Regions from separate parts of the Sus scrofa genome. Here all the other regions are linked to region 1. A link is a contact called in public HiChIP or PLAC-seq and promoter capture Hi-C data. All regions are on one chromosome and are shown on one strand. The core of a region is the stretch at or near the end of the contact, and the rest is flanking DNA. Distances in the headings are between cores, read along the strand shown. Region 1 holds the start of GRPEL1 (grpE protein homolog 1, mitochondrial). Region 2 overlaps KIAA0232. Region 3 holds the start of KIAA0232. Region 4 has its middle 11 kb from the start of TBC1D14.

Region 1 (2,707 bases), core at 100-2,599:
GCGGCCCTAAAAAACCAAAAAAAAAAAAAAAAAAAAAAGGCGAGAAAGAAATGCAACTTAGAGAAATACAGAAAACAAGACCCCGTTTTTATGAAGACAAACCAGAAATCCTGTGTAGGCACATGGGTCTGAAGCCTGTAGAAAGGAAGGGTCCCTTAGTCTGTGGATGGGGGGAGGCAAAATCCTTTTCGTTATTTTTACCTTTGTCATGAAAAGAATAATCTGAAAACCATTACGAAGCCTGTCATGTTTTCCCGTTGTCCTGACCTCTGGGTGTGACAGCCACATGCTTCGGGCAGAGCCCCCTCGGCAGCACCAGAGGCTCCAGCAGCAGCCAGAGCCCACCTCGGTCTAGCGGGTGGGCGGCTGGGGAGGGCTGTCCGAGGGAGGCTCGGAGAGCTCAGCGACTCTCAGAACTCCGCGCACAAGGCAGCTCTCCCGACCGCCGCCCCCACCTGGGATTCCTCCCACAAACCAGTTCTCAGAGACGAACTCCTGCTGACTTGGACGTCGCCTTCCCGGCAACTAATTCCAGAGGCAAAGCCACGAGCTCCTTTCGACTCGGGCGCTGCCGGGGGGTTGGCCAGAACCGCGGCTTCGGCCCGTCCCCCGACCGCGGGCGGCGCTCACCGGCCGGGCCTCCCATCCGCCCCACAAGCTGCTGCGGGGAAGGCGCAGGTCCCGTCCGGCAGCTCCTCTAATGGATAACCCGGTTCCGGGAAGCGCCTCCCACCCAGAGTGTGCTAAGCACTGGCCGCCCCAACTCAAGCGGCTGGACTTTGAAAAAGCAGAAGCCTCGAGTTTAAACAAACACGGAAGAAGGGAAAAAGGTAAGCGAGGGCACCGCCCCGTGACCCCCGCCGCGGAGCCCCCGCACTTCTACCCCGGCCGGGCAGGCGGGGACGGAGGCGGACCGGGGCCGTGCGCCCCTGCCCGCGCCTCGGGACCCGCGCACGCGGCCACCTCCGGCCGGCCCTGCGGCGGGGCCCGGCTCGTGCTCGCGTCGGCGTGGCCTCGGGCAAGCGCGGGGCGCCGTCCCGCTCGCTCCGGCCCCACAGCGCGTGCAGCCCGGGTGGTGTCCGTGCCCTCCGTCCGGGAACCGCTGTCCACGACACCCACGTCCTGGACAGAGCAAGGCAGGGCCCGCGGCGGCGGACGCGCGCGGGGACGGCACGCGCATGGCGCCCCTCCTCACGCCGAGTAGCGGGCTCCCTTTACCTGAGAGACAACGCTAAAGCCGAGAGGCTGCGCCGCGCCACCCTCACACACGGAGCCGCCATGACTGCCGCCGCCGTCAGCCCTGCGCGCGCCACAGGCATGCGCGGGAGCCGCTGGCCCGCCCCCTCGGGGACCCAGCCCCTCGCGCAGACTCCGTGCTGGCCTTCCCGCCCAACCACTTCTCCTTAGCCAATCCACCGCCGCTTCTCCTCTGATGGACAGACTATACTCACCAATGATGCCCGTCCTGACGAAGCACGGGCCTCTCTCCCGGTGGGCGGGTCTGAGGCCTTCGGGAGACCCAGAAGGTGAGGAGGTGAAAGGTGAAGGAAACCGTGGGAGGGGACGCTCCGAGGGGGTGGGGCGCCGGAAGTGCGTACGTTCGGGGCCTTGAGACTCGCGAGCGCGTTTTCCGGTCTGGCTGCGCCTTGCGTGTTTCGGGTCGTAGTTTGCTCTGGGAGCCGGCGAGGCTCTGGGGCGGGCCTTTGACCTGTTCTCGCTCTCAGCCCGAGCTCCTGGGACGGTGCCGCGCGCCGGGCGTCAGTGTAGGACAGATGCACATAGGCCAAGGACAAAAGCACGTCTACTGGCAACCGCAGCACTGCAGAGAAGTGCGGCTAAAACAGCGCTGGGGGGGCTCTGCCCCTTCTGCTGGCGGCTCCGCGGCGGAGGGCGGAGGGCCGGTGGCTGCGGAGACGCCGTCCTTACCCCACGACCGGGAAGCAGATGCTACACCGCGCGGCAGCGTTGGTGCTGGTGAGGAGGACCGCGTGCATGCTGTTTTCTTTGCCCTCTTAATTTTCTCAGTGAAACACAAAACACAGTAAGAATAGCACCGAGGAGAATTTTGGGGACACAGTGAACATTCATAAATACAAATGTTTTTGTTAATCTAACAAAGGCCCGCGCTGTATCACGTGCCACGAAGGAGCCGAGGTGCTGGACAGGGAGGTGCTGCCTGTTCTGTAGGCTGCTGCCCCTAAGCGAGCCGCCCTTGGGAGCTCTGTCCTGGCTCTGCTTCAGCACTGCTTGACCTCCCGTCTTCTCCGCAGGATGGGCCCTGGAGCCTGCAGTGTCCCAAGTGGAGTGCTGCCTGCATGTCACACGTGTAAGGGTCAAACCTCTGTTCTTCTGCTTTGTTCCCGTTAAAAGCATTCATCATGTTAGGTGACTGCTACTCTGGGCCTGGCCCCGTGCCACCTGCAGAAGGAGGCAAAAGGTCAAATCCAGAATGTGGAATTTTCTCTTGCACACATGAGTCAGTTATTAGTTAGGGGCTTGAAGGGAAAATAAAAAGTAGGACGGATAATAAAAGCATAAAAACATAATGGAGTGGAATGCGTAGACTTTATTTGCATCACGATAGAACAAACCAACTGTAAAAAAAAAAAAAAAAAAAAAAAACACGTCTGTGTGGTTCCTGTCAATACAAACCCAACTAGTATGCATGAGAACTCAGGTTCCATCCCTGGCCCAGCAGAGTGGTTTA
Region 2 (2,700 bases), core at 44-2,543, 210 kb before region 1:
TGTCTGCACACACGCTGAGCAGAGTCTTAGGATGCAAAAAGTGTCAACCATAAAAAGGAGAGATTGATAAATGCAGCATATTAAAGTGAGAATTTTTTTTTTTTTTGCTTGGTTTTTAGATCTGCACCCATGGCACATGGAGGTTCCCACGCTAGGGGTCAAATCAGAGCTACAGCTGCCGACCTATACCACAGCCACTCCAGATCCGAGCTGCATCTGTGACCTACATCACATCTTACTACAACACTGCATCCTTAACCCATTGGGTGAGGCCAGGGATTGAACCCACAACCTCATGGTTCCTAGTTGGATGCGTTGCTGCTGCACCACGACGGGAGCTCCAAGAAATTTTTATCTAAGGATAGCATGAAGAAGATGCTGAGGGAGTGCCCATCGTGGTGTCAGCAGAAGCAAATCTGAGCAGCATCCCTGAGGATGCAGGTTCCCTGGCCTTGCTCGTTGGGTTAAGGATTCAGTGTTGCTGTGGTGTAGGCTGGCAGCTGTAGCTCCAGTTCGACTCCTAGCCTGGGAACCTCCATATGCCACAGGTGCAGCCCTAAAAAAGACAAAAAAAGAAAGAAGGAGGGAGGAAAGAAGAAAGGAAGAAAATGAGGAGCCACACCCTGGGAAAAATACTTGTGGTATGTATAACTGGTGAGGGATTCCCATCAGTGTCCATATATATGACGAACTTCTAGAAATCCACAGAAACAAAACAGTCCAACAGAAAAATGAGTAGTTCAGACGAGAGGAAACATAGCCAATAAATACATGAAAAGGTGCTCATCATTAATAAGAGAACTGCAGATCAAATCATTAAATCTCCAATCTCCGTGAGGTGTTTTTTTTTTTATCATTCCCTGCACTGAAAAAAAAAAAAAAAGACTCTTGAGTACCATGTATCAGGGAAGCTGTAGCTTAACAGGTAACTTGTACATGTTGCTGATTGGAGTAGGGTGCTGGAATGCCCACTTGGGGATATAATGTTACATGGTCTAGCCAAGTTCAGGCTTGGTTATCCTCTTCTCTAACTTGACAGCCCCCATCTGGGTATGTACTTGGAAGGAACGTGTACCAAGAGCCACGTACAAGGCTGCTCCTAGCTGTTGTGTTTATTAGAGCAAACTATTAGAAACACCTCAAAAGTTCATTGACAGGAGATTGAATAAAGTATGGTATTTATCCAGTGGGATATTATAAAATATTAAGGTGAGCGTGAGTGAATTGTGGAAACATAATGCTGAGTAAAAAGGGGAAGTCCCAGAAGATTCTATATGTCGAACCACTGTTGTTACAGCGCTCAAGAATGAGTACAACTGGGAGTTCCTGTCGTGGCGCAGCAGAAATGAATCTGACGAGGAACCATGAGGTTGTGGGTTTGATCCCTGGCCTCACTCAGTGGGTTAAGAATCCGGCCTTGTCCTGAGCTGTGGTGTAGGTCTCAGGCACAGCTCACATCCTGCATTGCTGTGGCTATGGTGCAGGCCGGCAGCTGTAGCTCCAATTGGACCCCTAGTCTGGGAGCCTCCATGTGCCTTAGGTGCGGCCTTTGGAAAAAAAAAAAAAAGTACAGCTGAACAGTGTATTGTTTAATCATTTATGCATTTGTGACAAGTTTTGTTTTTGTAAAAAATCAAAGGAATGACAACTTAGGTTAGTAGCTATTGTTGGATGGGGAGACAGTAGAATAAGACGGGGAAGAATGGACGAATAAGTGGTTACGTGATCTGGGTTAAGTGCTGCTTACTACCTTGTTATGTTCTGTAACTGAGCAGTGTGACACAGAGGTGTTTCTGTAATAAAAGTAAACCTTCATACCACAAGTAGGCTGCGTTCTAGAAGACAGAGAAAAGAGACAAGGCTCCTCTGCCTTTTTTTCCAGTGGATCGGTTATCTCACGGATTCTTTGTAAGATGTTTAGAACAGCACTTGGGGAGGACGAATCCCATTTGGGAGGCAGACACAGTGGAGGTGGCCCTGGAGCTGATGAACAGCTTTGATCCTTGCAGAATTTGCGGTCCACAGCCTTCTAATGAAACTTGTGCCACTCTGTAATCTCGTGGTGCTCTCTCTGTATGGAAGCGCTCAGCTTCCTTGAACCCGGGCTTCTGCAGCTGCTGTTGCCTGAAGTAAGAACCCCCGTGAGATGTTCTGGGATTTTCACACCACAGATGCCAATTTCGGTGGAAGTGCCGGTGGCACATTTCTGGTGTGTTTTCGATTGAGGGGCAGAAGTCCAGTCACAAGTCGCAGGCCACTGCTCAGCTGCTTCAGGAAAATGACCCTTTTCCCACTTAGCGCAGTGGGTTAACGATCTGGCTTGTCTCTTTGGAGGTGCTAGTTTGATCCCTGGCCCAGCACGGTAGGTTAAGGATCCAGCGTTGCTGCAGCTATGGCGTAGGTTGCAGCTGCAGCTCAGATTCAGGCCCTGGCGCAGGAACTTCCACATGCTGCAGGGGCAGCTACAAAAAAAAAAAAAAAAAAAAAAAAAGGCGTCCCAGGAGTGATGCCCCGACTCAGTTTTCTCATGAGCTTACTGAGGGTTCTTTTTTTGTTGTGACTCAGCAGCTTTTGGGCACCTCTTCAGTAGGATAACATCTAGCATTCTGTGACGTTTAACCACTTGGGTACCACCATTCTTGTCACCTCACACTGGTTTTGTGACAGTTACAAAATTGTCACCTTTTTCTTTCAACCCTG
Region 3 (2,790 bases), core at 23-2,522, 230 kb before region 1:
CCTTCTTGGCACCCAGTTCACTCTGGAACTCCCGCGTGCACACTTTCATTCTCTCCCTCTTTTCAGAGTTTGATCTCCAGCCAGGCCCAGAACAGGTGCTCCGAAGACACTGATTGAATGCATTGTGATTCATATGGGATGCAGTCAACTGAGAAGAATGCCACAGAAGAAAATTGAGGGGAAGCTGATGAAGGGAGAGAGCTGTGTAAAGGGAGAAGACCCCAGGTCTCAGAGCCAGGAGCTTGGGTCCAAATCCTGCAAGAGGCGGGATGGTTTAGGGGAGTCAGAAAACCTCGCCTACTCACGAGCAGTAAAGTTTAGGAGAAATCGGTAACTATCTCTGAGCCTCAGTTCCTCTCCCGAGTAATGGGGATGGTAGCCTTGACCCAAGATTCTTCTCAAGAACAAAGGACAAGGGTACAGGAAACCCCTTTGTAGACAGTCTGTACATAGTTCGTGGTCCATTCCTCCAGCACCCCCGCCCCTAGGATCCAGTTTGCCCCTTCCAGTCTGTCAGTGAGCTGGTATGGGAACTTTGCTTCAGTTCTGAACAGAAAAGTCCAGTGGCCAGCATCTAGTAGGTGCTCAACAGATACATCACTGAACAACGGCAGGTAGCGCCCCCCCCCCCCCCCCCGCACAAGTCCTCGTCCCTCTTTTGTAAATTGGCAATCTCCCACCCGGGCTCAGGGCTCCTTCCTCTCTGCTGCCTATGATACTTAAGCTGCCTTTTTAAGGACAGGCCTAGAAATCACATTTAAGTAAAGTGGGTGGGTGTGAAGAAACTTTGACTAAAAGGTTAGTGCACATTTTTGGTTCCCACTTCCGAATCTTCCAGAATTTATTTTTGCCTACTTAATAAAAACAGCCATGTCACATTTCTTTAGCTTGTCTTCTGGGTTAAAAAAAATGTTAAACCGCCCACTCCAGCCATCCCAGGACGCAGCGAGGAGGGGGGCGCAGACAGGTGGAGCATGTGCCGGGAAGCAGGAGCGGCCGAGGCGGCCCGGGGGCGGGAAGGGTGGCGGCGGAGTTTAAGGGCTTTTGCCAAGAGCAGCCCCACGCGCCCCTCCGCAGGGGCAGCCTCGGCTCCGACAACTCGCACACTGGGTGGGCTCCCGCCTCCGGCCCTCGAGCCTCTCAGGACCCAAGCGCGGCTGCAGAGCTGGCCCGGGCCAGGGGGCCCTCCGCGCGCCCGCACGCCCCCGCCCCGGGGCCCCGCGCCCGCTGGAGGGGCGGGGCCCCGGGGCGGGGCGGTGGCGCTGATGTAATCCCGGCGCCTGGGCGGAAGGATATGGAGCGCGCCCGGTTGGCGGGGCGCTGAGGCCAGTTGCCGGGTAACGGAGCGGAGCGGCCGCGGCGCGCCGCCTCCCGCCCTCCGCCGAGTGGCGCCGGAGCCGCCGCCGCTTTACGTAAGGCGCAGGCCAGGGCCGCCCGGCGCTCGGCAGCGGCTCGGAGCCCTCGGAGCGAGGAGGCGCCCTCGCCGGCCGCCGCGCCGCCCGGCTGCTCAGCAGGTACCGCGGGCGGGCGCAGGGTGGGCTGGGGCCCCTCGGCCCGGCAGGCGCGGCCGGGCCGGGCGGGCCGCCGCAGCGGGGCTCCGGGGCCGGCCTGAGGGAGGCCGGGCCGTCCCGCCGGGCCGCGGGCTCCGCGAGGACCCCGGCCGGGCCCCGGGCGTGCGGTGGGCTGCGGGCCCGGCGACCCCCGCCCTGGGGACCCCTGCGCCGGGCTCGGCGCGCGCGGGGGGCGGGCGATGAGTCCGCACAATGGGCCGGTGTCGCCGCGCTGGGAGCGGCTCTCTGGGGGGAGGCGAGGCGGGGAGTGGATGTGCGGCCGGGCTGCGGAGCCCGGGGAGCGGCGGCCGCGGGGCTCCCGGCGCGGCCGGCCGGCGGGTGGGCGCTCGCGGCGCTGCCCTCGCCCCGCCGCGTCCGCCCGCCCCCTCCCCTCCTGCATTGTCCTTTAGGGGCCGGGGAAGGGAAACCGCCGGCGGGGGAGGGGCGGGGCGGGGCGGGGCCGGCGCCGACTGACGGGCCTGCGGGCCGGTGGCGCTGCGCGCGCGGGGCGGGCGCTGGCGGCGGGGCGGGCCCTGCGGCGCAAGGTTCGCCGAAGGTTACGGCCGCCCGCGGGAGGGACGGGCCCGCAAAGTCACCCGCGGCGGCGGCGGCGCGGGAGGGCCGGGGCCCGCTGGGGCGGCTCCCGAGCCCTGGCGGCCCCGGCGGCCCTTCGGCGCTGCCGGCTCGGCGGCGTCCGAGGAGCGGGTGGTCGCGTGGGAAATGCTGCCTGCCGCGCCGGGACGCGGCGTGCGGCGCGCGGTTGACAGGCCCTGCCTGGCGCCTGGCGGCAGACCCCCAAATCGTGACAGGCCCGGTTTAAGATTTCTCTTTGGCCACCTTTCAGTTTCAGTCCTTTCTCGGCAAGCTCTGGAGACCTAACCTCGTAGAGTGTAGATTGAGCGGCTCGGGGGACATGCGGTGCTTTGAAATGGTTTAACTCACTGTGCTTTCTGCTAATAAAGACCCGGGGAGGATTCCTGGCTGTCTAGGTTGGCTGCTTCATTCAAGTTCCTGAGAATGAGTTTTGCTTCTCTGGGTCTTCGCTCGTTTTGAAAAAAAAGCAGGGGTGGAAGACTGGTGTGGGGGGAGGGGTGCGCAGTTTTGATGACTAGGTGATGCTCTGGGTAAAACTAACTATACAGTCAAATCCCCAAGCTAGGTTTCTCTTATGCGGTATAAGCCCGAACACCTTGGCCGTTTCATAGGCTTTGAATTTAACGAGGGGAAATCTACCCCTCCG
Region 4 (2,700 bases), core at 88-2,587, 130 kb before region 1:
TAACAGATTTCCATTTTAAAGTTCCACTCTTCCTGCCATCATAACTGGTAGGTGCACAGAGTTTTTAGAGCTACGACCCAGGCAGGAGAAACAAGTCGCAGGTTCTTTGGCCCGCCGCCCGTGAGCATAGCCCAGACAAATTAACCTTCCATTTGCGTGCCTCCAGCGGCTGTGATGGAGACCTTACCAGGCGTATCCCCGACCGCTCTGCTAGAGGCAGCTGCTCCTCTCTATGAAGTTTCCTATCTGATCTTTTTTTTTTTTTTTGTCTTTTTAGGGCCGCACCCGTAGCATATGGAAGTTCCCAGGCAAGGGGTGGAATCAGAGCTGCAGCTGCCGACCTACACCACAGCCCCAGCAACTCCAGATCAGAGCTGTGTCGTGACCTACACCACAGTTCATGCATGGCAATGGCAGATCCTTAACCCACTGAGTGAGGCCAGGGGTGGAACCTGCATCCTCATGGATACTAGTCGGATTTGTTTCTGCTGAGCCACGATGGGAACGCCTCCTCTCTGGTCATTTTGCCTGTGACAAGTCTCAGGGGCCTTGGGTGGTAGAAGCCCTGGAACCCAGGCCTTCCAGCTCCCAAACACCTCAGAAGAATTCAACAAACACTTCAGTGTTTACTATTTGTCAGATTCAGGGAACACACCAGTAAACAAGATAAGCCTGGTTCAGCCCAAGGAGCCTACATTCTAGGAGAGGGAGGAGAAAGGGGTCAATTACCAGGGAACAAGAGATTTCTTATTCAGGGTTTTGCATGATCTTGCAAGGCGGCTTGGGGCGGGGCATCGGGCTTCTGACCCCTCAGCTACTGTTCGGCCTTGGAACCTGGGGCAACAGACTTCATCTCCCAACCTTCTGTACGTAGGTTTTGATCCGAGACCCTGTCCCTTAAGTTTCTGTAATGTTGACGGGAAATAACGCACATGAACGCTAGGCCAGCGGTTCCCAAATGTGTCAGCACATCAGTTTCTAAAACTGTATCTCACCTCCGGAGCCTCTGAAATTGGCCTGGGGTGTGCCAAGGGCTTTGAAATTTTCAAAAATCTCCAGGCGATACTGAAGTGCAGACAAGTTTGGGGGACCATGCATTCTGAACTAGCTCAAAAAAAAAAAAAAAAAAAGTACTGGAAAAGCCCGTTTTACAGATTAAGAGACCATGGCTGGCCAGGAATTCGTCAAAGCCACAGTCCCGAGGCTGCAAGTCCGGAGACTGAGCTCGGATCGTGACCATCTGATCCCTTCGGTCAGGTGGGGGCGGGGCCTCTCCTCCCCAGCACACCTGCTCCGGGGCAGGGGCGCTCATCGATGCGCTCCGCCGCTCGGCTCCCCACGCCTGGTCCCTGCCCGCTCGTGCCCCTTCCCCCTCCCGACCGCTTCCCACTTCCAAGATGGCCGCGGGTGGAGCCGATCAGGTAAGGGAGCCCCTGGCGGGTGTCCACGGGGGCTCCGCGGGCATGAGGATCCCCTTAGGCCACCCCTCGAGGTCCCTCTTGGCCTTCAGGAGAGAAAAGGGCCGGCAACATAGCTCCGAGGCCAGCGGCGTGCGGTCGATCGGGCCGGAGGAGGGGCATCAAGACGAGCGTCGAGCTCGAGGAGCCGCGGCGGCGCGGCGGGGGGCGGCAGCCGGGGCGGAAGAGCGGCCGCTCGGGCAGGGGCGGGGCGGGGCGAGGGCGCGCGGGGCGGGGCGAGGGCGCGCGGGGCGGGGCGAGGGCGCGCGGGGCGGGGCGAGGGCGCGCGGGGCGGGGCGAGGGCGCGCGCAGCTGTTGGCCGCGGGCGTCTAGCTTGCACCTGTGGGGCCGGTCCGCCGCTTGCAGCGCCCCGCGTCCTCTCCGCGCAATTTGCGGGTCCCGCGGGGCCTGGGCTGCGGGCCCGCGGGCCCCGGGGATGGCGTCGGAGCCGCACTAACTCCGGTACTGAGGGCCTCCAGCCAGGGCCGGGCCGCCAGGGAGGGAGGGGGCCGGGGCGCGCGGGGCCGCTGCCACCTGCTGCAGCGTTGGCCGGAGCCGGGAGGCTGCCTGAGGCGGGGCGGGGCGGGCTGCGCGGGTTCAGGTCCGGCCCGGGTGCCCCCTCGCCGAGCGACCGACGCTTCCCCGGCGCCGAGGGAGCGCGTGGGGCCCGGGGAACATCGCGGAGCCCAGGCGGAGCTCGCTTCGTCTGCTCCTTCGCGCCCTGACACGCTCCTTTTCCGGAACTTGACGAAAAGTTTTCCCTCCAGATGCGCCAGGTTCTCCGGCGGGGAGCGGAGCCGGTCGGCGCGCAGAGCCGCGCCGCCTGACCCGCGGGACCCCCTTTACCTTGGGGCCACCGGGACCCCTGCACCTCGGAGCTCCCTTCAGTTGGGGCCTTCCCCACGTTGCGGCTCCCCGCCCCCCCAACCGCCAGGATCCCCTCTACCTTGAAGTCCCCTTCCCGCGGGACCTCCGCCACCTCGGACGTCCCCTCTCCCCGACTCCCCCGTCCCCCTTCGTCTAGACGATCCAGCCCCCTGGAAGCCCCTCCGCCTCGGAGCTCCCGATCCCCTTGCTTCTCATATCCTTGTCCTTCCACGGACTTCCCCTTCGCTGGGGACCCCCTAGTCCCCGGGCCAGGGGCTCCCTTTTGCTTCAGAGACCCCTGTTCCTGGCTGCAGCCCCTCCGCAGGCCTGGGGATCCTTCCCGCTGGGCGGACTGAGAGGCGGGAACCTGTGGCGG

The links. Promoter capture Hi-C pulls out the DNA fragments that hold promoters and counts their contacts. HiChIP or PLAC-seq counts read pairs in DNA pulled down with a chosen protein or histone mark.
Region 2: a contact with region 1 is called in an H3K27ac HiChIP or PLAC-seq map of alveolar macrophages. The contact joins the enhancer-like site here to the promoter of GRPEL1 in region 1. A contact is called at or near these places in 1 of 5 promoter capture datasets (fetal liver) and 1 of 2 datasets of contacts at active chromatin or transcription factors (alveolar macrophages).
Region 3: a promoter capture Hi-C map of liver shows a contact between it and region 1, with 4 times the contacts expected there. The contact joins the promoter of KIAA0232 here to the promoter of GRPEL1 in region 1. A contact is called at or near these places in 3 of 5 promoter capture datasets (fetal liver and liver), 8 of 47 Hi-C or Micro-C datasets (adipocytes, alveolar macrophages, fibroblasts and 4 more) and 1 of 2 datasets of contacts at active chromatin or transcription factors (alveolar macrophages).
Region 4: a contact with region 1 is called in a promoter capture Hi-C map of fetal liver, with 5 times the contacts expected there. The contact joins the enhancer-like site here to the promoter of GRPEL1 in region 1. A contact is called at or near these places in 2 of 5 promoter capture datasets (fetal liver and liver), 26 of 47 Hi-C or Micro-C datasets (adipose tissue, alveolar macrophages, blood and 13 more) and 2 of 2 datasets of contacts at active chromatin or transcription factors (alveolar macrophages and skeletal muscle).

Annotation. Positions count from the first base shown.
Region 1 is chr8:3,795,952-3,798,658 of Sscrofa11.1, reverse strand. GRPEL1 (grpE protein homolog 1, mitochondrial) reads right to left here and starts at 1,349. Exons shown (of 5, transcript XM_003356847.4): 1 at 1,219-1,349. The coding sequence starts at 1,319. It overlaps LOC110262050 (a long non-coding RNA gene), which reads left to right and starts at 1,430. Exons shown (of 2, transcript XR_002346550.1): 1 at 1,430-1,526; 2 at 1,725-2,707.
Region 2 is chr8:4,008,599-4,011,298 of Sscrofa11.1, reverse strand. The region is part of intron 1 of KIAA0232; the gene reads left to right. Among named protein-coding and RNA genes, the nearest start is that of KIAA0232, 21 kb to the left of the region's middle. Within about 2 kb of position 1,293, at least 1 of the 83 cell types and tissues checked has an H3K27ac peak or open chromatin away from gene starts, as enhancers often do. A contact at or near this core is called in alveolar macrophages, where this site is marked.
Region 3 is chr8:4,029,877-4,032,666 of Sscrofa11.1, reverse strand. It overlaps KIAA0232, which reads left to right and starts at 1,272. Exons shown (of 13, transcript XM_021100968.1): 1 at 1,272-1,514.
Region 4 is chr8:3,928,153-3,930,852 of Sscrofa11.1, reverse strand. No RefSeq gene overlaps it. Among named protein-coding and RNA genes, the nearest start is that of TBC1D14, 11 kb to the right of the region's middle. Within about 2 kb of position 1,337, at least 67 of the 83 cell types and tissues checked have an H3K27ac peak or open chromatin away from gene starts, as enhancers often do. A contact at or near this core is called in adipose tissue, alveolar macrophages, brain and 9 more, where this site is marked.